2 separate regions of the Triticum aestivum genome follow, and region 1 is linked to region 2. Evidence: chromatin contacts called from public Hi-C data. All regions are on one chromosome and are shown on one strand. The core of a region is the stretch at or near the end of the contact, and the rest is flanking DNA. Distances in the headings are between cores, read along the strand shown. Region 1 holds the start of LOC123096057. Region 2 holds the start of LOC123139847 (probable xyloglucan glycosyltransferase 7).

The links. Hi-C and Micro-C count contacts between places; a contact is called where the count stands out from the background.
Region 1: a Hi-C map of leaf shows a contact between it and region 2, with 5 times the contacts expected there. The contact joins the promoter of LOC123096057 here to the promoter of LOC123139847 in region 2. A contact is called at or near these places in 2 of 5 Hi-C or Micro-C datasets (leaf and root) and 1 of 1 datasets of contacts at active chromatin or transcription factors (leaf).

What each region holds. Positions count from the first base shown.
Region 1 is chr1B:581,061,999-581,068,889 of IWGSC CS RefSeq v2.1, reverse strand. It overlaps LOC123096057, which reads left to right and starts at 3,158. Exons shown (of 1, transcript XM_044517651.1): 1 at 3,158-4,212. The coding sequence starts at 3,435. The coding sequence ends at 3,821. LOC123139866 reads right to left here. Exons shown (of 6, transcript XM_044559562.1): 5 at 6,541-6,683; 6 at 5,948-6,469. The coding sequence ends at 6,170.
Region 2 is chr1B:580,655,697-580,662,119 of IWGSC CS RefSeq v2.1, reverse strand. LOC123139847 (probable xyloglucan glycosyltransferase 7) reads right to left here and starts at 2,749. Exons shown (of 5, transcript XM_044559547.1): 1 at 1,690-2,749; 2 at 810-1,118; 3 at 406-696; 4 at 197-310. The coding sequence starts at 2,445.

The sequences.
Region 1 (6,891 bases), core at 1,909-4,408, 410 kb before region 2:
GAGGGTTTCACGGCCGTTTCTCCCCGCACCTTCACGATGACCAGCTGGGGATGGCAAAACTTGGGAGCTTGGACCCTACATACGGTTTTGCGTCTTCTTCTTCCCACACGGCAGCGCAAGGAAGGCTTGCCGACAGAGGTGAGGTGAAACGGCTGCCCGGGCAGTTTTTGGACGAGCCGGGAAGTAGGCGGATCTCAGGGCTTCTTGGTGGCATGGGTCTCACGGAACTCTCCAAAAATACATGCGATTTATTATTGCCTTTGCCATAACTAGCATATTCCCCCCAAAAGAGAAGAGGTAATATCTATATCTTCCGTTGGTTCGCTTGAGAATTTTGTTACATGTAAATGCATTTCAGGAAACAGCGTTGCTCAAAACTGCAACTTTTTTTCCAGAAAAGTGTACTTATAGTAAAAGAAACACTTGAAACTAGCGCTGCAATTTTTGGAACCGACTCGGATGGTATAAGAAAATCAACCTCGGCCGAGTTAAATGTAGATGGGCCGTTATATATCTTACTATGCTAGTTGTTTAATTGTCCAAGTCAATGTAAACCATGTTTTTGATGAGATTGTTATGTTGCCGGCGTTGTACTAAATAGTTGGTGATATTTATTGCAACGATTGTGTATGTGTGTGTCATGAATGACACCCTTGATGATATAATCCAATATTTGCTACAGCAAGGGAAAAAATTGAGTGCCCATCTGTGAGTCTTTTATGACTTGATTAGGTTTCCAAATTAAGACACAAGTCTTTGATTCTCGCCACATTTCAGAAAAGGGTGGCTTTAGCATAGTTTAGGATACTGGATATAGCAACTTATTTTCCAGAAAAAGTGTATCTTAGTAAAACAAAAAAGAACTTGAGGTTGTGTGTTTCACTAAATTGACGTTCCATCTTTTAGAATCAGACTTGGATATAAGAAAAAACCAATCCCAATCAACTTAATGTGGATGGACCCATATATCTTAGGGCTTACGCTAGCTGCTTAATTGTCTAAGTCAATGTGAACCATTTTTGGGCGAGATTGTTATGTTGTCAGTGTCGTAGTAAATAGTTGGTGATACTTATAGCAACATTTGAATAGTACGTGTGATGAATGGCACCCTTTGATATAACCCGAAATCTATTGCAGCAAGACAAAATTGAGTTCCCACCTGTGAGTCAAGTGTGATTTGATTAGCTCGTCAAATCAAGATACACGACTTTTCTCCACTGCCTCCTTCAATCCAAAAAACTTGGTTGCTCTATCGCCCTAACACACTTCTTTCCTTCTTCTCGAACCATCTCTAGCACTGAAACCCCACGTGTCATTGGCGTAGAGACCTAGACGGGCCTCTCCTTATCCATTTTCCTCCGTTATGATATAATGTCTTCTTTCTCATAGTCCGACGCCCTTACCTTCTCCCATTCTATTGTCGGTTGTGGTTGCTGAATCAGCACCACCTCTTTGCCACAACCTCTCGTTGTCATTTTCATAGTCTTAGCATTGATCAACGCGCCAGCTCATCCCAGCCCCACTCCATCGCATCCTACTTGAACCACCACCAGCAGTGAAAAACCACTAACCGTTATTATAAGTCCAGGTGGCGTATGGACCTTACACCCCGAAGAACACTAACCTTAAACCCCAGCTATCATCGGTGAATATGTCACGACTTCCGGAGAAAACGAAGGCGATATCAACAACCTATATCACGAATCAAGAGGATTCCAAAGAAAAATGCTATAACAATATACAATACACACGCCCATGTTTGATTCGTAATCACATCATTACAATACACAAGCAGTTAAATAATTTATAAGCTTTCTAACCTGCCTTGTTCCCCCCTCTCCCTATTCCGCCCTCTCCCTCTCCCTCCGCATTTCATGTCCTCCTTCCGCTTTTCTCCTACAGGTTTTTGCATGAAAGTTGTCTCAATTGCCCCACGTCTTATCGGTTTGAGTTTTATTTGATAAGTCAGCAAGCAAATTAAATTGCCAACTATTTTTGATACGTAACAATATAAAAAGATTCAACAAGCACATACATCCATTTTTGACCCGTAATCACATAATTACAATACACGAACAGTTAGTTATCTACTACTCCGTCCCATAATATACGATGTTTTTTGACACTATCATAAAAAAACGTCTTACATTATTGCATGGAGGAAGTAGCTTTTTCGAGTCCAGAGGGTCGCCCTTTTCTGAACCGAAACAAAACGTTTTCCTACCCTAGCCGCCACCAGGAGGCGACTAGGGAGGCGATCTCTTTTTCCACCGATCTCCACTGCGAGGGCGATGGCCCCCTCTCCTCCGGCTGCTGCTCCGGCGGCAGGAGGAAGGGGGGACCTGTTCCTCCGCTTTGTAGTTATGGTTTGGATTTGTAGGTCGTGGTGCGCCGTTGGGGTGATGGGAGCGGCGCCCGGACGAATAAATCCGCCTCAACTTCCCTCCCACACCGGCGGTGCCCTTCATGGCGGCGTCTCGGAGTTGATGGCATCTTGTGTTTGTCGATCTTTCAGATCGGCGGCGTTAAGGTTCATGGATGGTGTCGGCGAGGCGGCGGCGGTGGCGACTCCATCAGGTGTGTCTCTCCTACTGCTCCGTCCCCATTGTTGCGGCGTTGTCTTCGACGTCATAGTGGAGCAGGGAGGTTTTGTCATCCAAGAGTACGCGCAGACGCTTGTGTATGCAAGTGACAGCTGAAAGATGGTGCATCTTGTGCTGGGTCTATGATTGGAGGCTGGTAGTTCTAGTTTCCTCCTCCGACGCCGTAGTCGTGCGGGGGTGTCAGTTCTGAAGTTTGATGGCGTGTCCGGGGACACGTTCCTCCAGTCTGATTCTTTCAAGGGCAATGGTTTTGTTTCAGGCAAACTACTTTGAAGGTCCGTAAAGCTGCTGATCAGTATGGAGCCGCCTCGAGCTGGGGTGAAGAGGTGATCTGCCTTTTTTTAGTGGAGAGGGATATGCGCTGGGTTTTTCATAGGATTATCCTATCTTTCCAGTCCTGTAATGTCGATGTTTACGTGGCTTGTAAGCGAATTTTTATTTTATTAACGAGACATGTATTACTAGAAAAAAAAGTTCGCCCCTTTTGCATAACTTGCTCTTTGCCTGCCCCTAAATCAGTTGGGGGGTCGGGATCCCCAGATACGTGCAATAGCTTGGCTTGACTTCTCCTTTCGCCGTCTCTGTTTTCCAGCTCCTCATGCACCTCACGCCGCTGCCTTTAAAGCCAACCGCACCCTCCCAGACCAATTTCCACCGCGTCCCTCTCGGCTCAAGCCCCCCGCTCGCCACAGCTAGGCCCCTTCCACCTCTCGCCCGCCCGGCCGCCCCTCGCCGCGCGCGCGCTCCCCGAGCCACCATTCCGCCCTCCAAGAACCGCCGGAGCGACGCAAGACAGGCGGGCCAGTCGCGCCCGCGTGCGCCGGCGCAGCCATGGCGCGTTCTTGCTCCTGCGCCCTCCGCCTCCTCTTCTTGGCGTCCCTGCTCCTCCTCTGCTCCGCCCCGCCGCCGCCACCGCCACCGCCAGGACGCGGGAGCGCGAGCCCCGCGGAGCTGACGGCCGCCGACGAGGCGGTCCTCGCCAGGATGTGCAACCCGCGCGCTGGCCCGCGCCCGGCGTGGTGCGAGGAGCTGCACCTGATCAGGCGGCGCGCCCTGAGGGGAGGCGCGCGGCACCGCCACGGCGGCCACCACCGCCACCACCAGCAGCAGGGCGCGCCCGCGGTGCCGCTGCCCCCGCCGGGCCGCGACGAGGTCGACATGCGCTACGGAGTCTCCAAGCGGCGCGTCCCCACGGGCCCCAACCCGCTGCACAACTGAGGCGGGCCGGCGACGACGGCGGGGTCAGTTCTTGGTTTCTTGGACGGATCACCGGCAGGCGGCCGACTGGGTTCTTCAGCGAGGAAAGGATCGATCGTCCTCTCTTGTTCCTGCTTTCCGCGGCGGCGCACCCGCTCGACTGCCCGGCCGGAAAGGACTTACAATGGAGGATCGATCGATCGACGCCTGCCTGCTTGCTCATACATCTCTGCGTGCCAGTAACATAGATATAGCATATGTATAGGCCAGTTCTTCTTCTTCTTCTTCCTCCTCGGAATTCTTGGTTCTTTCGTGTCATTTTTGCTCTAGTCTTGTAGCATAATTTCGCCGTTACCCGGCTCGCGCCATCAATCAATGCAAAGGAAGAAAAAACCGCAAGTTTTTGCGCCGCCGCCGACGTGACGTCCGCTCGATTGTCAATTTCTCACTGTGGCTGACGGCGTGGACACCGGCGCGACGCCATGCCATTATTTTTCTTCTCTTTCACACGTATCCGTTCCGTTCCGTTCTTAAACAGAAAGAAAATGAGGTCAGGCTTGGCGTGCCCTGTATCTGACCACCAGAAGACGAGGTCATCCGTGGCAGCGTTTTGCACTGTGCGCTCTCATTGCCACGGCCGCGGACGGCGTCGGCGGACGGCGGTCGGCGGCCGGGCCGCGCCGCTGGGGTTTAATGTGCGCTGCCCCTCCCTGTGACGGCGAGGCAAGGTTGGAGGAGGTTTAATGGCGCACCACCGTCTGTCTGCCTCCGTCTCGGCCTTGCGTTGCGTGGCATTAATTTCGCTCGCTCGTGGTTAATTTCGATCTGCATTGCGAAGTTACAGTGGAGTAATTTTGACTTGTGATGATGACTTCATTCTGCCTTGTGGCCGTGGTAACTAACTTAACTACCTGGCCTGGGTCTGACAGGGATACGGACACGCAGTGAGGCCTCTGACTTTGTGAGTAGGACAAGTCACGAGTACTACTGTAACTACTAACTACTGTGCCCACGTGTAGTGGTGCTACACCGCTACCGTTTTCAGATGTGAAAACGTTACACATACGTGCATTAGAGAGAGACCAACATTTCTCCGTCGCATTGCCATTGCATTTTTTTTTTGAAGTTACATTGCCATTGCATTTACCCGTACGTGCTGTCTTCGGTGCCAACTGCCAAGGCTCCATCTTTCCTTAAATGGGACATTTATTACCGGCGACCTCCTGCGTCAACAGATGATGCATATTCTCTCTAAAAAAAACAGATGATGCATATAGATCTGCTTAAAAAAAACAGATGATGCATGTAGATTGGCGAGATAGCCAAATAATTCATGTTTATTAAAAACTCGAAAGCTAAACGTTGAGGTTGAGCCCATCAACAAAAGTGAAAACCGGAGTAGTACCAGCCCACTTTCTAGCCATGAACCGAAAATGATGTACACGTACGTCTTACAACAACTGATGTACTTCCCCTCAGGATTGTGTAAAAAAAAAATTCCCCTCAGGGAAAAAAACTGATGTACTGCTACGTGGTACAACAAGGCTGACTGCGGTACACATGATAGGGTACCCAACAAGCGGCAAACCAACCTGTGGTTGGATGGAGGGACAGTGGTATCCCGAGCCCACCAGGGTTCAAGTCCTTTCAGGATTTCCGGCGATGCGCTTTCAGTGGAAGGAGACGTTTCCATCGACGGTGAGGCGCCTACGGTGACTTCGTAAATTTCGAGATGATATGCCGGCTCAGTCTCACGAAGGTGCTCATAATGATAGGGTGTGTGTGCGCGCGCGTTCATAGAGGTGAGTGTATGCACGTATGTACGAGCGCTTGCGTCTGTGTTAGAAAAAACAAGCGATGTACGTACGTACGTACGTGCTGGTTAATGAGGTAACTGTCTGCCGCGTGAACGTGGTGCATTGCAGCTCCCGTGTACTTCACTTCACTCCGCGTGTGCCGGCTCATGGAGGCAGCCCCCGTGCATTTACTCAGCGGAAACTGGATCGGTCGGGCCGCGGAGTAACTCCCAACCGACCGTGCATATCATCCCAATCTTGTGCCGTCGCAGCAGTTCACTCGTCCGTGCCCTCCGCCCGGGGGCCGGCCAACGAAAATGTGTACTGTCAACTGCAACAAGATGCACACAATGGCAAATGTTTCACTGTATCCTGGCCGATCCTAGCTTTCGGATCACAATTTTCTATTGAAAACTGTAACCATTTCGTCGTACTACTATATAATCTAGGTAGTAACTAACTCTATACACGCATTCTGCAACAATGTGGATAAATCATCTATTACAGCAGCAGCCAGTGACATTTCATTTCTTGACAAAACTATGCACAGCGCAGCGGTTTCTGCGGTACGTATCATCGCTTCCTTCCGGAGACGGTCTTCTTGACTGCGCCGACGGAGACCAGGAAGTCGTCGAGCGACGAGAGGGTCTTCATGTCGTCCGGCGGGAAGTAGCTGGCCGCCTTGCCCATGAGCGAGGCGAAGATGAGGGGCAGGCCGAGCGACGCGGCGGGGCGGTCCGGGAGGAACTCGTCGAGGAAGGCGAAGGCGGCCAGGAAGTCGGACCGGCTCGCGTTGATTGGGGCGGCGAAGTGCGCCGGGATGATCCGTCGGAACGGCCAGTCCGCCGCGATCCTGTCCACCCAGTCCCTCACCTGCACAAGAAGCAGGTGATGCTATTTAGCAGGAAAGTCCAGTGTAAAAAGGAGTGCATCCACATGCATACCTTCTCCGGAACTTTGCTGAAGACGAGTGTCTTGACAATTGGTGAAACGATCAGTTTCTGTGACATTTGAGCGAAACTCGCATTTGGCTCGAGAAGATTTGAGGGGCCGAGAAACAGTATTTGAAGTACCATCCTCTCCCATCCTGTTGGAACATAGACCAGGTTACTGTAACAATATCGATATTGTCGATTCGAATATGCAATGCGATTCGAACATAGACCAGGTTTGGGGCTCGTTAAATTCTTTTCCTAAAAACCAACAAAAGCTCATCCTTCCTGGCGGTGTAGCTATTTGCTGGACAATCTGGAGAACTAGAAATACATCTTTCTATGATGACATGCCGATGGATA
Region 2 (6,423 bases), core at 1,500-3,999:
GGAAATTGATGGCTGCTTGAGTATAAAGGAGCAAATGTAAATAAATTAAACTTCGTCAAACAATTATACAAAAGCATTTTACTTGATGTTTTAACCTATAAATCCAAAACATGTTTCCAGAAAACTACATTTTACTGAATAAACCATGGCTGGACATTTTAACTTTCATAGTGCGTCATCAGAAAACGTCTCATACCTTGGATTTTATAATGTCCACAAAGCAGAGTCTAAACAGCTGCATGGGACCTGAGTGCCACCTGTGCTGCTGCTTTCTGTATGCTTCATATGATTCTGGCAACTCACATTGGCACTGAAAGGAAAGTTACAAAAGTTAAGTTTTATGACTCTTTAATCTCTATGCAAAGGTCAACTCTGCATAAGTCATAGGGAAATTTGTGCCAGTACCTCGACATCATTCAGGTAGAGGAACTTCCATCCCTTGAGATGTGCTCGGACAGCAATGTCCATGTCCTCCACCGTTGTCCTCTCCATCCAGCCGCCGGAGTCTTCAAGAGCCTTGATTCTCCACACTCCGGCAGTCCCATTGAACCCGAAGAAGTTGAGAAATGCTCCATTCACTTGCTGCTCCACCTCGAAGTGGAAGCACAGATTTATGTTCTGTAATCTAGTCAACAGGTTCTCATCGTTGTTTACGAAAGACCATCTTGCCTGAACCAACCCAACATCGTCCTTCCCCTGGAGGTTGCACATTGAGTTTTGTCAGAGAAACATAACCGATAGGATCGATTGCCAGATAAATGAAGCAGCGATACAACTACATCGGTAAGAATTGTTCAGTCGAGTCAAACCTTGAAATGGGGCATGGCGCGCTTCAGGAAATCCGCCTGTGGCTGGAAATCAGCATCGAAGATGACAACGTATTCATAGTCCTTCACATAGCTGCAGTTCATTGCTGATTTCAGGTTTCCAGCCTTGTAGCCGTCCCGGATCACCCGGTGCCTGTATACTATGCGCACGCCCTCCCGCTGCCATTTCTCAACCTCCTCCTTGATGAGCGCCGAAGTGGTGGCATCATCGGAGTCGTCCAGCACCTGCACCAAGAAGTTTGACCTTGGCCAGTCGAGAGCGCAAATTGCGCCAATGGATTGCTGGTAGACCTGCAGACATCCAAATGAAATAAGTTACTAACTGAATTGGACTGGTGTTCTTTTACAACAACAAATTACCCATAAGATTTTCCCAAAGGAAGTGTACTAGTAGTTGATTGAATTTTAGTATATTTTCTTAGTCACTTCCCAAATTAAGTAGTGCGCTATAGCTTGACACTTTGATCTCCAATCACATGCCTCCTCAATTATTATCTGGTGACCGGTGACGACAAACTTCTAGTCCGAGATTTGGATTAATGAGTGTGCCTTAAAGAAAGTAGAGATGATATGAATCCCAACCGCAAACCAAATTCGGCCTTTTGTAAAGCAAATCACGGAGTTTGTTGTTGTTGGTGTGAGATTCATATGAAGTACGAACACATCAACGTCAGAGAGCATCAGAGTTGTGGTTGGAGAGCTCGGGACAAAGATCCGAACAAAATGTAGTCTACACATACCCAGACGGTAGCATCTTCCCCACTCTACCTGAACTGGAATTTAGGCTGTCCTATTCGTATCATGGAGCTCCAATTGCAGCTCAAGATCGATAGGGGAAGAAGCAGAGTGAGCTTGGGCTTACCTCTCGCTCGTTGCACATGGGCATCTGCACGAGGACCATGGGGAAGTCCTCTTCGCCGGCCTCGACGTCGTCCTTGTCGGCGGCGATGGGCACGGGCTTGATGCCCCTGAGCTTGATCCAGAGGCAGCCGAGGCAGAGGATGAGGCGGTCGACGCTCTGGATCATGAAGAGCACGACGCAGGAGTTGGTGAGGAACTGCAGCGGCGGCGCGATGTACTGGAGGCGGACGCGCATCCAGCCGGCGTAGGCGGCGGCGGCGAGCCCGTCGACGGCGAGGAGGCCGTCCATGGCGAGCTGGCCCGGCATCTCGGGCATCTCGGGCATCTGGAGGTGCCAGCCCTGGAGGTAGGCGGCCACCTCGACGGCGAGCAGCAGCATGGAGAGCACGACGAAGAGCCTGAGGCAGCCGTAGAAGCGCGCGCGCAGGGCCGTGCTCTCCCCGGGAGCGGCGTCGCCGTCCGTCCGGCCCGCCGCCACCCGCCGGCGCGCGGCGGCGGCGACGGCGAGCGCCGCGGAGGCCGCGCCCGTGAGGCGCCCCGCCGCGCGGTGCGCCTTGAGGAGCAGCACCCAGGTGATCTGGCGCGCGTTCTTGCCGCGCCCGGCCTTGCCGGCCGCCAGCCCCGCCGGCGACCCCGGCACCGCCTCCTGCTCCATCTCCGAAATGGACCAGTTGGGGTTCTCCATCTTGACCACCACCGGCGTCCCGCCGCCCCCGTCGCTCAGCCTCGCCTCCCTCCCCCAGAACGATGGCGCCATTGTTGCCACCCGACCTCGCCGACCTCCGACAGACAGCAGCAGCAGCAGCAGCCAAGAACTCTCAGCCAACGAAGAATGGCGCTTCTTCCTGCTCCTCCTCGGCGCCGCTTTACCCGCTCATAGAGGGCAGCAGCTGGACACCCTTAATAGCCCCCTGGAGGACGGACGGACGCACCCGCCAGAGCACGCAGAGCAGCAGGCCACGAAGGGGGGAGGGGGGAAGAACAGCTCACCACGTCGCTCGCTCGCTCTCGCTCAGGGATACGATACGAGCTCCCCCTCCCCCGCTTTGTTTATTTGTAGCCTCGTCCGCCCCTCGCCACCGCCGCGTCGACCCCCCCTACCGCCCGACCCGGCCGAATAAAAAACGCTTCTTTGGCGCCCCGAGACGCGCACAGGCGCACACACGACCGACCCGCCCGCCCGGCCGTGGTGAACCGAAACGAGCAGCGGAGCCGGTGCCGGGTTTGGATGGACGCTTCGCCGCTGCTTCGGAGCCGAATTGGCGTGATGAGATCAACGTGCGTGGGCGCGGTACGTAGCGAGGCCAAGGAGTTCGGCGCACGTCGGTCTATTCGTTGCGTGCGGTTGGGCTGCGGCCTGGGCTGTCGCCTGTCGGTGCCACGGCAGCCGGCGCGCGCGCTCTGGCCGGCAGCTTGCTACGTGCTGCATGGTGCCGCGCCGGTCAAAACGGCCGGGCGGTCAGGCTCTGCTGACGAGCACCAGGTGGGGAATTCGGGGTGCATGGGGGCGGATTACGGGCCAAAAGTATTGGGGAAAAGGGCAAGAAGGCTGAGATTAGATCTGCGTACGGGGCTCCACTTGGCTAGAGATGGGGACAAATTGAGCCAGCATTCCATTAACAAACGTAATCCGTGGTAAGCAACAAAAGGGAAAGTGATCGGCCGAATCTCTGAATACCGGGGACAGGATTAGTATCTGCAACTAAACAGACAAATAGATAAGCAAACGTGGAGAAGATTGACACTGTTTTGTCTGCAACATTTTAACACGGGGAGTGCTGGAGGTACGTGCAAACTGGCAGGAAACGGTGGGTTAGAGCAAGTCTAGTAGAGCCCTCAAACCCTCAAACCCCTAAAAATAACCGTTTTTTTTACAGTTTTAGCCGAAAAAACGTCGTAGACTAGAACCTCTAAACCCTCAAACCCGTAAAACAATTTAGAGGTCCAACCCTCAAACCAGTTTGCAACCTGTAGAAGTAGGGGTTGAGAGGAAAATCTCCCCCCAACCCGCACTCCTCTTCCTCTCTCGCGCGGGAGGAAACTTCCTCCTCCTCCCGCCGCCTCCCGCCGCCTCCTGCCGCGCCGGCCATGGAGGGACCCGCCGCCGCCGCGCCCGCCCGGCCCGCCCCCGCCCCCGCCCACCCGACCGTGGCTGACATGGTGGCGGTGACCCACGTCGGGGCCAAGCGGCGGCGGGCGGGCCTCGCACCTCCTCCTGCCGCCTCCCCGGCTCCCGCCCCGGCCACCATCACCGCCCCGGCGCCTCCCGGCTCCCGCCCCGGCCAGCAAGAAGAGCCGGACGAAGGCGCCATCCAAGGTCGCCCCGGCCGTGAAGATGCAGCGGAAGAAGCGCGCGGTGCGGAAGAAGGCCGCGCCCCCGCCTGCCTCCGTCGCCGAACCTCCTTTCGTCGCCGTGGCCGAACCTCCTCATGCCGCGCACGAGGTGTTCGAGAAAATGGCAACCCCATCCTTGTTCATGGACCTCCTCCAAAACGCGGAGGTGGACCTCGGGGCTCCGCCTCTCGAACCCTTTAGGGTTGGTGATGACTTAGAGGAAGATGAGGAGGATGAAGGTGATGACGAGGAGGAGGTGGCCGAGATAGGGGAGGAGGCATTCACTGCCGCTTCCCACCCACACGCGCGGTCGACAAACTACACCGAGGCGGAAGATATCCTCTTGGTTCGTGCTTGGGCAGCTATGGGAATGGATGCAACCACCGGCACCGATCAAACCGGTAAACGATATTGGCAAAGGATCTAGGACACCTATTGTAGGATCAAGCCGAAGAATAGTGGGTTCATCTCTCGCACTTACTGGTCGCTTCAAGGCCGGTGGGAGTTGATCAAGCCCGCTTGTGCTCGTTGGAGTGCGGCCATGGACCAAGTGAGGGATGCACCACCTAGTGGAGCCGTGGAGAGTGACTATGTGAGTACATATTTCTTCACTATTTTGATTATGTGTGTGTACTATGCTATTGGTGGGTTCTTATGTGATTTATGTGTGGTTGATAGGAGACAATTGCCGGCATGAGGTACAAGGAGATGGCCGCTTCCAAGGGCAAGCCATTCCCATTTAAGCATGCTTGGACAATTCTTCAAACCTTTGACAAGTGGAAGTTAAGGGATCAAGAGACCGCACCCAAGAAGTCGGCAATGCTTAGGATGGATGATAGTGAAGATGAGGAGGAGAGGAACTTGGGCAAGCCCGAGGGAACCAAGAAGGGCAAGCTAAGGGTGAAGATGGAAGAAGAGGCGTCAAGCCTAAGGGAGAAGATGGACCACATGATTAAGGCAAGAGAGGAATTGACAACGAAGACATTGGAGACGAAGCTTCTTATCACTGAGAAGAAGAAAGAGGTCAAGCTTGCACAAGTTGAAGCAAAGCGTGAAGAAGCAAAGCGCAAGGCCGAGTTGGAGGAGAGGATGATCAAGCTCAAAGAGGAAAAGGTATGGAAAGAACTCATGGTGGAAGAGAAAGAGCACATGATGATGTACAAGAAGGACATGGATCAAGACCAATTGCAATGGTGGAAGGACTACAAGGAGGACATCGCAGAGAGGAAGAGGATGTTCCGTGTTGCGTCCTCTACTTTTCGAGGTGACACTCCGATGAGTAGTTGTGGCGATGGCGGTGTGTACGACTCCACCGGTGCCCATGGAGATGCTTGATGGATCCCGCATGTGGTCTAGGAGATGGCGCCGAGGTGCAACTTTTTGGTGATGGTGCCGATGAGAGGAGGAAAATGATGATTTTGTGATGTAAACTATTAAACCATGCATCAATGATTATCATTTGGTAGTTTGTTTGGAAGTTGATTGTGTTTTTTTGTCATAAATTGTGAGATGTCAAATGATAGATTTAAAGGTTGGGGTTGAGGCAAAGACTAGAACCCTCAAATCCAATCCTTAAAGCAGTTTAAGGGTTGGGTTTGAGGGTTCTAGTATTTGCCCCTGTTTTTCAACCCTTAAAAGTGTCAAAAAGTGGCACTTCTCAACCCTTAAAACTCCTTTAAGGATTTGAGGGTTTGAGGGTTCTACTAGTAATGCTCTTAGGGCATCTCAAATGGCAACCCGCAAAAACCCTTCCGCACCCGTCCGCAGAAAGGAATAGGAACCAATCCGACACGGATGCCGGAGGATGACATCCAACGTTAGCAGCATATATTTCAAACTCTTTTTCAATAAACTAGATGAAATTCGTGTAAATAAGGCCGGACCCCATATAAACATGACGGTTTTTATATAAACACGTCCAGATTTCATATAAACATGACATATTTCAGTATATTTACATAAAAGGGGTGCTAGTCCGACTCTAAAGATATAATTAATACCTAATCTAAATGGTCACCGGCACGGCGGCACCCGTCCCCGTGTCTGGCCATCGGCCCCGAGAACTGAAGCTTGACTGTCTCCACTTCTGTCTCGGTGCTCTCCAGCTCCGCCTCCGTAACCTCCTCCTCCGAAGCCTCGGGAACTGAAGTTGTTCGCCTCCATGTCGCCGCCAAGAGACTAATCGGCCAAAGATGGTGAGCCCACCAAGCTTGACGTCAACGGGAGGGGAGGAGCGGTGGTCTTTCTGGGACACAAGCGGCGGCGACCTACCGTGCACTACTCTTCCTCACTGCCGGCGGCACTTGCAGACGTGTCGGTTTCTTCATGGTTGTGGTGCCGGGGCACGAACTCCTCGTCGTCGGTGGCGCTGAACAATGCCTCGCCCGCCTCGTCGTCGCAC